Linked DNA regions of Strix aluco: region 2 is linked to region 1. The links are chromatin contacts, called in public Hi-C maps. All regions are on one chromosome and are shown on one strand. Each heading gives the region's core, a stretch centred on a gene start, on an enhancer-like site or on the middle of the called end of the contact. The rest is flanking DNA. Distances are from core to core; before and after follow the strand shown. Region 1 holds the start of COMMD1 (copper metabolism domain containing 1). Region 2 holds the start of GPCPD1 (glycerophosphocholine phosphodiesterase 1).

Region 1 (6,717 bases), core at 2,213-4,712:
ACCCAAAATCCATGCATACTCGACATGGAGTTGTGTCTGTACAAAGTAGCTTCTGTATTGCCTAACTCAAAACTTCAACTTTAATGTGTGTTGAACTGCATAAACTTTGGTTATTTCCCAGGAATGTCATCCCTAAGGAGATGAGAAGAGTGGTGGCCATGAAGACCATGAGACACACCTGGTAACAGTGAGATGCTTTGGAAGACATTGGAAGACATGACCTCAAAGACCACAGCTGTTACCAGTTTTGGTTCTTAAAGCAGCACATGGGGAAGGTGATATACTCTCCCCAACATATCATCATCTTCCTAAACTCTATACCTATTTCACAACAATGTGTAAATATCCAATAATTTTAGTCATCTGTGTTTTGGGGGACCTGAATTAACATTATATCCAGAATATGACATCTCAACAGTGCTTGAGTAAGAGTTGTACTTGAGAGGGAAAGAAAAAACCCAAACACAGACAAAACCAGAGAGTCTTAAGTCCAGTAAGAATCAATCTTTAGGGCTGAGCTTTCATTCCAGGCTTTTCAGGGCATCACATGAATCCGATCATTAAAGAAACAATGGACCCTTCATAAAAGCAGAAAATCCTCATCAAATTCCAAAGCTGTCAGCTGCATTTGCCTGCCTAAGTTTCTCTAGCTATTTCCTCTGGATGTGGCACTGTCTTTCTTCTGGCCTCAAACATATCATATTGGCTGAGCAGCTGCCACATTTCAGTGATGGCTAAAGAGCTACCCATTTCTGCAAACAAAAACAAAGCCTATATAGAGTCTGGAGATTATTCATATGAAGTTATCATTTATCTAAAGTTACTGTACTGCAGTACTGCACTGAAATAACTAGAAAAACACTACTTGTGTTTCTTGTGTTATCTGCCACGTCTCTCAGAGGTAAGTCAAAACTACCCCAGAAAAAAGCACCAAGCAAAACGAGTGAGAAAAAAACCCCCATATAATCATCAGGTCTGAAAAATTACTATCAGAACAGGGGAGAATGGGTACCACAGTAAAATTTGACTTCGGCAGATTTAGAAATGAAACTAATTTTAAAAATAAAACTGAAAAGTGAATGAAGAATTGAACAGGAATCTACAACAAAGTGTTGAAATATCAGCCAGAATACACGGGGAGGGATGAAGGTGTAGGGAGTATTAGCTTCTTTTTCTAAAAGAATATGATACAGCAGAAAGCCATCTTTTTTTTCAGTGATCCTGTCTGGTAGAACTCAAAACTTCCTGGCTTTTAGCCATGGATTCAGACACTGATCCTCACTGGGCTTTGGTTCCTGAGTTCTGGTAATGCAGGTGACCACCACCTCACGAGACAGCACAGAGAACAGGCAGTGTGTCCAATTCAGAGAAATTCAGTATATCAACAGCTACTGATTTCGGTTGACTTCAATATGCCAGCAAAACAGCTTGCTGCTGAGGAAAGAGCACATCTTGCTTCTCGCTCCCCTTCACTCCCAGCTATGTCACCCCAACTGTCTCCTTTAATCATCCATGATGCTCGTCAGATCTTTGTCAGGAGACAATATAAGCTCAGGAACTTTGCAGTAATTCTCCTTTTCTTCCTCCCTTTGAGTTATTCAGTAATCTGACAGAAAATGGTTCACTCCCAGAGCAGTCCACAAAGCACTGTAGTTGTCAAAAGGTTAAGGAGAAGCGGCAGTGCATGGAGCAAAAGGGGCAAGACCCCCCACTTTGGCCACACCATACTTCCCAGCTGGTGTACTGCATCTTGCAGAACACGTGGCAGATCTGATCGCTCTGCCCAACAAGGTGACTGTCTTCAGGCGTGAGCGACAATAAAGAAATATCAAAGTGGCACGTTTCAGACGTGCAGTCCCTTATCTGATCCACAAAGAGGGAGGCTACTGCGTTATAACAGCGCTGTGGGCACAGAATAATTAGGAGAGACTAAGCTGGGTGCTCTGCTGAATCTGGTGACACTGCACTTAATGATTCAGTCATTTAAGGTAGCATCTGCTGGGTGAACATGCATGTTTGCACTAACATACTGAAGCAGCAATACAGAGAAAAAAAAGAGGACTTTTACACTAGTTTTTCTTTTAATAAGCACAGCACACTTACTTTTGACCTTGTAACAAATAAGAACACAGATAAAAGCAAGCAAAGTCAATTCCTTTTAAAATTTGTCTTTTTTTCCATCATACAGACTAACACAAAGTTATCCCAAGGATTCTTTAGAGAACAATAATGTAAAAGATGTTTTGAAAATCAGATTGATCATCTTCAGCAGTATAAATAGCATGCAGTAAAAATAACGTGTAGCAATAGGGAAAGCAGAACAAGCAAACATGCAAGGGAAAAAGACAACATAAAGAGCTCACTGATAAATACGGGGGTTTGGGCATGAGAAATTATGCAGCCAAAACTGTGCTACTGCATTTAGTTATTTTTTTTTCCTCACATGAGCGTACGAAAAACTACCGACCAAGTTTGTAAATCCTGCAAAGCAGTCGTGGATTTAACCACCAGGTGGCAGCGGCCATCTAAGTATTTCGCACCCGGGGGCTCCCTGTGCCACATCGAGCTGCCGGGAACTACGCTACGCTTTGAACGGAGAGCAAAAAAAACCCATTCTGGAGGAAAATAGCTTCTATTCTTTTAGACATAAAGCAAAATTTGTTTGCTATTTAAAACAGCTCTCTTCGTAATTGATGACAGTTTTCCCAAAATACAGTTTTCTTGTAAGGAATCTGTATTTTGAACAGCAGCTCTTCTCAGAAAGTCCTCAAAGAGTGGTAGTTATTTCCACGAGTGTAAAACCCACGAGTCGGCTTTCACCTCTCTCTGCGCACCGGCTTGCCGGGCTGCTGTTGCTGCGGGGACGGGGAAGGAAAGCCCGTCCGAGCCGGGCGCTCGCCACTCACGACTCGTGCAGGGTGAGGGCTACAACCTTTGCTTCTGGGCTACGCCGGCTGCTTCTGCCCTCCCGGCCACGGCTGGGCCGGGCTGTGCTCCCAGCCTTGCCCTGGCGCCAGGCCTGGAACTAGAAGCGCCCGGCACAGCTCAGCCCCGCGCTGAGGGCGGCCGCTTTCACCCCCGCGGCAGCACCCCCAGTCCCAGCTGCCGCCAGAGCCCCCCGCCGGAGAGGAAGACGCTCGTCCCGGTGTGGAGCGGGGCGCCGGACACCCCAGCGGCGGCGGGAAGGGTTTCCCCCGGGGTAGGCCCCCCCCGAGCCCCGGTACCTGGAGGAGGCCGCCCATCTTGGCGCGCAGGGCGCGGAACTCCTCCGGCGCCGCCTCGGGGTAGAGCTGCCCGCGCAGCAGCTCCTCCGTGATGTCCGCGTTGCCGTAGTAGGCGGCCTGGGCGATGCCGCTGAGCAGCGCACTCAGCGGCTTGGAGCCCTCGGGCGGCGGCGGCGGCGGCGGCTCAGGCGCCGCCATTGTTGAGGGCGGAGCCACCGCCGGTCCCGGCCCGCCCGCGAGTACGGCGGCCGCGGGGGGACACGCCGCGCCGCGCTGGCAGGCGCCCACGCGTGTCCCCGCCGGAAGAGACGCACCGCGCTCTTCGCAGGCTGATCGTGACTATCAAGTACCCGCCGCGTAAGTGGAAAAAGCAGTGGCTCTGCCATCCGGACGGATTTTATTTCACGCAAATACCGAGGCACGCACTGCCGAACAATTGTACATTTCATTTCCGACCCACACAGGTGTAACGACACGCACCAACACGGAGCCTTCGCTGGCCAGTATCCTCCAGCCCCTGAAGCTTTCATGCAGTGCTTCAAAGGTATCTGTGATTAACAGAGGAAAAAATGAGAACACACGCCCCACCCTCCCCAAAAAACCCCACAACTAAAACCCAATCCCATTAACCAGAACCAAACAGGAATGACATGCCTGGGTACAATAAATTTCTTTCTAAACTGTTTCTTCCAAGAAAAAGCACTCTATTTTACTAAATACTTAGATATTTTAAGGAAACTTCCATAGGCTTTGCTCTCTGTCCCTTTGCTGTAAGATGCAGGGTAGATCACAAAACACAGTTAAGAAAAGGGTACTAATAAAAATCAAGTGTTTTCTCTGTGCACTGCTATACAAGTTTAAATATAAAAAAATATTAAAATGCTTTGTATATACACAAGATATGCAGTCACAAAAGAAACTGTGCTCTCAAGAGATGTCTACTGCAAATTTTCTTCTGCTAGTAATACAGTATCATTTACCATTTGATTTCCATTATTTAAGCCTTTCATAGCTGCACTCTTTTTCATGACAGACAAATACCCACACTGCTCAAAAATATAAAACATAAATTTATGATCAACATGATCTGTTCTGCCTAGTTCTTTATTCTGCATCTTTTTGTAAGTAGAGAACAGGCAAAGAACATGTGCAAGTTGCCCCTGCCTGAGGGGGAGCACACCATACCCCTCCAGAAGCTAGAGGTACAGGAAGAACTAACAGTACGTGCATGTAAAAATTTATTCCAGTCTCTCCATTCATTTGAACAATATTTAAAGCATCCTTTTTCACACATTTAGATTAAACAGCACCTTTAGAAGCTTTAAAGAATCTGGAGATACAGGAGTTTCTTTCAATCTCTAGAAATGAACACATAGGATGAGAAATGTAACTCCATGTGGGTACAGACTCTTCGCTGCACGGCTGACCCTTCTGAGACTCAAAACTCTTCTCTGACGAGTACAGTTCACTGTTGCTCATACATAGAAAGGAAAGGGAGCAAGGTAGTAACTCTTCATGGCTTATCTGTATCACCACGGAATACAAGGTAAAATTTCTATCACTCTGGTATAAATTTCTGAAGATATTGTTCCTGCTTTCTTCTGCTGCAAACTGAGGTATGTCATTAAGTCCTAATGAGCAACGCTGGTTTACTGACTTAGTTTGAGGTACAAAGACAAATTTGTTCTTATAATCACTTTTTGTTCTTGATCTCAGCCTACTCAGTGCCTTGCATGAAGATGGCGAAAAGCTGGTGAAAAGTGCATATTTTGACTTAAAAAACAGTATAAAATTATTCAGAATGCACATGGCAGCAACCGGTAACCTGTGTCTTTAAGAATATTATTTATTTGTTGTTGTAAACAACCTTATTTTTAAACAAATTAAAAATACATTGAAAAGTCTCTCTCTATGTATATACACAGTACATGTTGAAACTTCACTTCATTGCGATGCCATGGTTTAAGCAGAAAAACAAGAGTTCTTGATCCAAAACTCAGCTGCAATACAACGCTCTTCGGCAGTAGGGCACACCACGCTGCCAAGACCCGGTCCTTTCAGGAATACTTCATTTGTTATTTATCACCTGAACCGTTTTTCGGCCATAGTGGTAATAGCTGTACGCAGATGTTACCGTTGTGAAAGCCGTGATGCACCTTTGGGGAAAACAGTTCCTGTAAGTTGCTTGAATCTAAGTACAATAATAAAAAGTGTTATTTTTAAGCGTCTTCCCTATGTTTCACTACACAGTCAAGGACTATGACCTACAGAAATGCAGTTTACAGTTTATACGCTGAAATTCAGTGCTAAATGGAAGATTAGATAAACAAAGGAACTGCCAGCCAGCACTAAGTAGCATACTTCAGTGTGCTACTTCAGTACTTCAGTACTTCAGTGTACTTCAGCACACTAGGCCAAATTTTTACCATATTAGCACTTGTTTTAGAGAAGGGAAGACAAAATGTCTGTTTCACTATTTGTACCCTCTATCGTTTTTACCAGCTTGAGAACTTGAGAACTGATGTGAGAAAGTATCCCTTCGTAATATGAATTGGGGGCATTCAAAACATACAAACCATACAAGACTTGAACTTACTGTTTTACCAAGTTCCAAAGCTAAAGCACAAGTTTTGGCTTCAGCCTCTTTTGTCCCCTTCCCAGACACTGGGTAATAACCATAATATTAATTAATAAATAAATAAAATTTCTAAATTAGCAGTGCTCCTCTGTGTCAAAGGTTGACACCACGCAGGTGTGAGCCACCGCTACAGCCCTGCCCCTCCATCACCGCTGCCCTCCCTGGACACACTGCCAGACTCATCCAGGTCATTTTTGAGCATTTAAAGAGGAGCCTGGTAAGTTACACCCAGCATTTCTCCATTATTCATGACATCATAACTCTCTCATGGTCCCGGACAAGCAGCAAGGTAAGCGTCTTTCACAGATGCAATTCTAGATCTGGCTCTCCAACAGGATGAAAAACCCCACTGACTGTTAAGATCAAGGTTCCTAGTTCCCTAAAAGCTTTGGGTTTTGGTTTGTGGGCTTTTTTTTTTTAATAAAATGCAAGTAACACTGGATTTTCCACTGCTTTAAACTAAGTTACTAAGTAATTCTGCTATCTGCTGTTCAGCCTCTTTGTTCTGAACTCTTACCTAACTGCTCAGGAGAAGTAACTGCACTTGTACACCTGCTGTCAGCTACAATTCGGATTCAGATACAGTTCAGATCTGCAGTGATAGCAGTGAAAGGAACAGCCATTACATAAGGAGGTACGTTCCTGTATGCCTGTTTTCATTTGATCCCTCCCCTTCCTTCCTATAGTCTAGCAGGAATCACCGATCTCTTCAGGTGCTTTTCAAAGTGGCTTCAGAAACCTAGATTTCAAGACAGCAGATACAGTACAAAGCAAAAGTAAGAAAACACTTCCTGTCTATTTTTTTACTGATATCAAGGTTGCTTTTCCAAGGACCCTTACAGCATATAAGCATAT
Region 2 (6,717 bases), core at 1,507-4,006, 160 kb after region 1:
TTTCAGTGAAATGCTTAAGAACAAAGCAAGATGGGGATCTCACAGGCTGAGGCAGAGTAGAGCAGAAGCCTTGCCTCAACCTAAACAGCAGTCCTACTGATGCAATCGTGGTAACATTAATTGTTTAGAGAAAAGAATCATACAGTTAAACAAAATTTCTTCACTTTGAAAAGCCTTATCAATCCTAGAATGAAGAACATCATCTCTGATTTTGACAAACTCAAGTTACCTTTAGAGAGAAAATTAGTCCTTGAAAGTTGCCATGACTAATTGCGCTGTTTAGAATCAGCTGCTTCTCTTAATACAGCATAGAAATGCTTATTAACATTTTCCAAATGAATAAATATATACTATTTTAAGACACTCAAAGAATTAAAAAATGGTTTATTTGACAGAATGTCAGCTTTTAGCTGAAATCAACCACATAAGTTTACAAGGAGAAAAAGAGAATTCTCTAAGCACTTCAATTTAGCTAATTATATTAACGTCTCTTACTGAAGAAGTAGGGAGATGTACATCTTTAATTAAATGAACACATGAGTATTTTTTGAATCTATCTAGGGCCTAAATTGCAATTTTTAGCTATAATAAGTTATTTTAGGAAACGCAATAATAGTTTTGACTAGACACAGACATTTTTTGAAATAAACAGTTGGGCAGAAAGAGGCTGAAACTTCTAGTTTTTAACAAAAATTTAATGGTACAATTTTAGAACATGACCGGCATCATATCAAAGACCTATTTTTGAAAAATTCAACACACCAAAGCATGTTTTAAAGTGTTCAGTTCTATCCCAGCTTTACAAGAAATGACTTGAACTAATAAATCTTAAAAAAGGGCAAGAGAAAACAAGTAGGCAATTACTTTTCTAAATAGTATTTTCTCTAAAGATTTTTCTTCCTCCTCCTTCAGCTGGCTGTTGATTATACCTGTAGAAGTGATGGCTCCTAATGTTTACTTAATTACTAAGGGTTTGTAACTAGAGCAGTTCATTTGTGTTTAACAAGGTCCTCACTTTCCAACAAGCACTGTCCACCAACCCTCCCTCCTCCTTACCCAGAGGAATTCCTCTTATCCTTTTGTCTTCAAAATAAACTGCTTTTGGCTACCATTTCCTTTTACTGCACACCTCCCCCTACCACTTTCTCCTTTAAGCAGGATACACTGATCTTGCAATATCCACATAAAGACCTCAGCAATTCAGAAGTATTACATACTTTTCTGGTACAGAACATCTGATACTAACATTCATTTTCCCTAGAACATCCAGGGCTGTGTCACAAATTCCTTATAAACATGGCTGGGTTTGCAGGGGATGAATGAATGGAAAAAGAGCCCTCTATTTAAACGACAGATGGAAGTACAGCCTGGAGCAGCATACTTGTAACAGTGCTAACTCCCAATGCAAGACAGGGTAAGTGGTTTCTCTGCATACTCAAACTGTAGCTTCTTTGTCAGCTGACACAAGTTTTATAAAGCAGAAGCAAATTACTTACCAAACTATTTATGCAAGCTTATTATTAGAGTGAAAGGACTGGTCATACTATACTCCAGAGCTATGCTACAAAACAGAGCACAAATCTCCCTCAAAAACACGGAGAAAAATAGTTTCCTTTTATTCGCTAACACTTTGTTGGGTGAATTCCAGTGGGATACCCTTTTTATCATAAAATCAGGTCTCAGGAAGGCCACAAGGTCATAGTCCCCAACACAATACTACCTTTTAGTGCAGCAAATCTCCCCAGGGTCTTCGCCCAATAGTCTCAGCTACCCTGAAACAGAGACAAGTATCATGCTTAAACGTTGCCTGCAGCTTCAAAACTCCAGCATGGGCACTCCCACATTGGATTGCCTTGGTGCCATTGCTGTGAAGACATGTTTTAGCGGTACCATGAATGACAACCCTTTTGCTCATACAACTGGGCACACAGGCAGCTATCTATACCTGCACAGAGGAAGAACCTGCGTGACAGCAGGGGGCGCTCCCTGAGAGCCCCAACCCAGGCTGTGGGGAGGAGGGGGCACCAGCTCCTGCCACCCCACATTTCAGCAGGTGACGCAGGCCACAGCCTGCCGGCAGGGCTGGCACACCTGCAACGGTGGAGCCTTAGAAAAACACACATGGAGATAGAGGGCCAACATCAAACCCACAGAGACCAAAGTCTTTCAAGAACAGGCGTGCTGCCCACCCCTTCATACTCCAAAAAGAAGCAGTAGGGCCCATGATGCCGTGAGCTCACAGCTGGCTTAGGACAGTGTGACCCAACGGCACCTCAGGGAAAAAGGGCTACCTGCCCCCAGGTACTCACGGCCCCGGGCTGGGTACTGGGGACCTGGCCTGAGGTAAGGTGGTCTCAGGGGTAGGAAGATGGCAGTGGGAACCTGCTCCGCCTCAGCAAGACCCCTGCCCAGCCCTCCCTCACCTCCCTCAGGCAGCAGCCCCTCAGTTGCGGGGCTCTCGAGGAAAACGCGGGGTCCGCCCCCACCCTTCCTGCTCGCTTCCTATTTGCTGCGGCGGGAAGGCGGGGCCGAAGCCGCGGGGAGTGATGTATGGGCGAGGGCAGGTCACGTGGGTCAGCCCCCTCCCCAGCTCGGCCGGGGGCAACTGCAACCGGTTGGCGGCCACGCCGCCCGCCCCCCCCCCCCCCCCCCCCCAGCACCCCGCCTGCCGTGCGCTGTCAGGCGGCCCCGGGAGTGGCCGCGGCAGGAGGAGCCTCGACAGCGCTGCTCGTGGCCCCGCACAAAGGAGTCGGGGAGCCGCATGCAGCGCTCGGCCAGGTCAGTCCGCGCCGCCGGCTGGGGGGGAGCTCGGTGGGGCAGTGCGGCGGGGGATGGTCGGACCTGGGGGGGGGCCGGTTCGCGTCGCGGAGCGGGGAGGGCGCTGGGGCAGCGGTGCTGCTTTCCCCGAGCGAGGTCCCGGGGGGCCAGCGCTCGGCACTCGGTGGGTGGCGATGCGGGTAACTGCTGGTGCGTGGCGCTGAGGAAAGACGGGGAGGGTGGAGCTGTGTCGCGGGCTGGCGGCCGCAAGCCGGCTGGTTCCCTCCGCGCCCCCGCTGCCCCCTTCAGCCGCCCCTTCCCACGGCCCCGGCTCCCCTCACGCACCCTTGCCTTAGCCCCGCCCCTTCAGGCCCCGCCCACCCCCGCTAGGCCCCGCCCACCCCGGCCCGAGGCTTTCGAGGAAAAGACACGGTCTTCCCCCGCTCTTCCTGCTGGATTCCTATTGGCTGCGGCGGGAAGGCGGGGCCGAGCCGCGGGGAGTGACGCGTCGGCGAGGGCAGGTCACGTGGCGCCACCTCCTCCGCCCTCCCCGGTTCGGCCGGGGGCAGCTGGAACCGGTTGGTGGCCGCGCCGGCCGTGCCCCCCCGCTCCCGCGCTGTCGGGAGGCCCCGGGCAGCGGCCGCGGACCCTGGCCGCGGGAGGAGGGGCGGGGCAGGGAGCCCCGGCGGCGCCGCCCGTAGCCCCGCACAAAGGGGTTGGTTGGGAGCCGGGAACGGCGCTCGGCCAGGTCAGTCCGCGCCGCCGGCCCGGTGTCGTGGTGGGGCCGTACGGCGGCGGCGGGGGACGGTTGGTGTATGCCCCTGGGGGGGACCTGGGGCCTGAGAAGTGCGTGGGTTGACGCTCCGCTGTGGGAGCGTCGCCGCGCTCCCCGCCGGCGGTCCCGGGGTGGGGGGGATCGCTTGTTGTGTGGCGATCTGAGGGGGAGGCGCGGCGCTGGGCTCCGAGGGGAGCTGGGGGAAGAGTGCGGGGTCCCGGGGAAGGGGGGGGCGGCTGCCCGCCCGGTGGCGGGGAGGGGCTGTGTGCCGCCGGGGGTGACCGAGATGCCGCACGACTCGTGCTGGGGTAGGGGGGGGCATCGTACCGGGAGGGCAGCGGGCCCGCCGGGCTTCCGACGCTACTGCGGCGGCCGGGCCCGGGCCGTCACCCGGGGAGTGCGGCTCGGCGGGCTGCTGGGCGGGGACACGCCGGCCCGGCGGGGCTGTTTATTTACGTCCTCGCCGAAAGCCGTCGCCCGGGGCGGTCCCGCGGCTACCGCATTATGCAAGCGGCCGGGAGGCTGGGACGGGGCGGACCGGCGCGCCGCCTCCCGGCCGGGAGCCGACGGCAGCGCTGCGCTGTGCGGGGCTGGCGGTGGGGCGGCCGCCCGCGGCGGGCCGGGAGCGCTCGGTACGTCCCGGGGTGCTGGGGGGGGGCGGGCATCCTGCCGTGCCGGTCGGCTCTGCCGGGGGGTGGGGAAGGCTTGCTCTGCTCTTGGGCTCTGCTTGGGACTGAAGGAACGTGTTATAATAGTAACGGCTCGCGATTCAGTATTCTCGATCCCGTAGGGACCACCGAGACAACTCTGGATTAACTTTGTTACCTGCTTCCTAACCAGGATGTTGCAAGAGGCACAGATTCATTTTCCTATTTTTTCTTTTTCCTTTTCAATCAATAGCTTGTCTTGCAGGGTGTTCGTGTTTTAATTCATTAAAGCATGCACTGTCAGGTGGAGATTAGCCTTCAAAGCATTTTAAATGTTCGTGGTAGAGTGAAATGGTTGCTAAGTGGAATTATTTTTTATTATAAAAAATATTTTTCCTTATAGATTTTTATGTATATTTCTATTGTAGCTCTGTTGTCTGTAAAATAACTACAGAAAATACTAAAGAATCAGGAGAATGCTGTTTGTCTTAATAGAAACTACTAAACTGCCACATAATTAATCTCTTAGTAAAGCAGGTTGCTCCTTACTAAAATGAATGCAGGCTTTCCAAACCCTTTAAAAAAAGTTGTTTGTTGTTGTACTGAGAGCTGTGCGGAGCATTATACGTGTTATTTGTCTGTGTCATTTCTAAGTGAGGAATGTTAGTATGATCACAAAGAGCTAAATTACTACCTGGTTAAGATGTTGTCAGCCACACTTCAATAATGAACAACACTACAGCCAAGAGAAGTCAAACTGAGGCTGTTCCGGTTTACTTGCAAATATGCTCCAGCCGTTTTCTGTCTTTTTCAAGAACTTTGCAAAACTGCTGGGACATAGCTAAGAAAGAAGAGTCTGCTACATGGACAGGTATTTTAGAAATGCTGAAAACCATTATGTTCTTGTTATTTAAAACAAAACAGGGCATTACAGGTGAACATAGTATTTTAGATAGGGATCTTGTGTTTGATTACCAGGACCGGCTTGGCCCTGCAAATGGGTAGTTAAATTGGTACTGAATATAGCATCTTAAAGATACTTTTCTCCATTGCTATATATTAAGGTGATGCTGTTTCAGAAATAGTACTTGGGCTTTGCTTCTTTCGAAATGTCAGCATGACCCTATTGGTAAAATTCCTGCCTTTAAATCAGAACAGCATGTCCAAATCTTGTATGCAAGTTTGTTCTCTGTCCAGTGTTAATACTGCAATGCAGTATGAGAGAGCTGCTGACTTTGTGACTGTCCTTCCTCACACAGTCAAGGTGAGGAGGGGGGAAGGAAGAACTTTCTGGTTGTTTGGGTGAAAATGAAGGAGTTGATGCTGTTTCTAAAAATTCTGCAGTTAGAGTGAAAGCATATACTCTGACCTTGTTCTAAAATCCAGGTGTTGTCAACTATTGTTACTTAATTTTAGTACATACCTAATTTGTTACTTTAGATGTACTCTATAATATTCTGATACTTTGTTAGGACCAACCACAAGCAACAAAAATCTTTCTTAATACTACAAGTTTAATTGGATTTGAATAGATATCACTTAAAGGTATAGTCTGAAGTAGCATGAGTTGATATTTTTATGCTCGAGAGTCTAAGGCTGTGATTAAAAATGACAAAACTGTGTCTTAAAACAGCAGTTTTACGTGATTAGGCTCATCTCTCTTTGTTCAGCATACCACCACGACACGTGGTGGATTTTCTATTGCTGCATATAGCACAGCTTTCAAGAAGGTGAAATATAAGTACAGTGCCTTCTCCTGCAGTGCGTGGTAGTGTTGAGATGCAGACTTCCCGAGGGAGGTTGCGGAGGGCTGTGGTGCCCTGCATCAGCCCCGCTCCTGCCCGCCTGCACTCGCAGCTGTCAAATGACTTGTCTGGGACTGGGGCACCTTTCCCCTGCTTCAGGCGGCCGTTGGACCTCTTCTCGGTGTTGCTAGGTCTCATGAGTCTGTACTTCAAAGGTGGAGAATGTCAGCTTAAAATCAGAAAAATAAAAGAAAAACCACTGCAGCCTTCTAGTCCTTACCCTTTTCATCTTTATATGCAAAAAAATGAGTGATATTTTAAAATAATTGAGCATGTATTTACTTTTGTGCAGTAGCAGTAGTCTGCACTGTGGTCTGTGGTGAAATGTAACCATATGAAAGAGCCTGTTTGTGCACAAATTATCTTTATTTTTCTACAGATAACTAACCAAATTCAGTAATATAGTGGTTAAAAATATTCTTAAGAACCAGATGTTTGAAAGTATTAAAATGCATTCCAGGAATATCATGATACCTAGGTACCTAGCTGTCTCATTTTAATTGTCTGTCTAATTACCTTTGAAAAATCCCATTAAGTACCTATAAAAAAATTGATATAACTGGATATTTTTTTAAAAATCACCCCTTAGAAAGATACTTTGTAAGTTGTATTTTACCCTCATTGAAAAATCTGTTTTGTGTTATCCAGTCATCATTAAACATAATGTTACCAAAGACAGTTTTGTGTTGATAGCTTTACATCAGAAATTTCTACTAATAGTTTATTAGACAGG

Evidence for each region. A called contact is a pair of places that touch in the nucleus more often than the background predicts.
Region 2: a contact with region 1 is called in a Hi-C map of brain, with 5 times the contacts expected there. The contact joins the promoter of GPCPD1 here to the promoter of COMMD1 in region 1. A contact is called at or near these places in 2 of 2 Hi-C or Micro-C datasets (brain and heart).

What each region holds. Positions count from the first base shown.
Region 1 is chr3:11,015,240-11,021,956 of bStrAlu1.hap1, forward strand. It overlaps COMMD1 (copper metabolism domain containing 1), which reads right to left and starts at 3,463. Exons shown (of 7, transcript XM_074817326.1): 1 at 3,225-3,463. The coding sequence starts at 3,422. CRLS1 (cardiolipin synthase 1) reads right to left here. Exons shown (of 7, transcript XM_074817331.1): 7 at 4,450-5,380. The coding sequence ends at 5,293.
Region 2 is chr3:11,171,657-11,178,373 of bStrAlu1.hap1, forward strand. It overlaps GPCPD1 (glycerophosphocholine phosphodiesterase 1), which reads left to right and starts at 2,757. Exons shown (of 20, transcript XM_074817353.1): 1 at 2,757-2,778.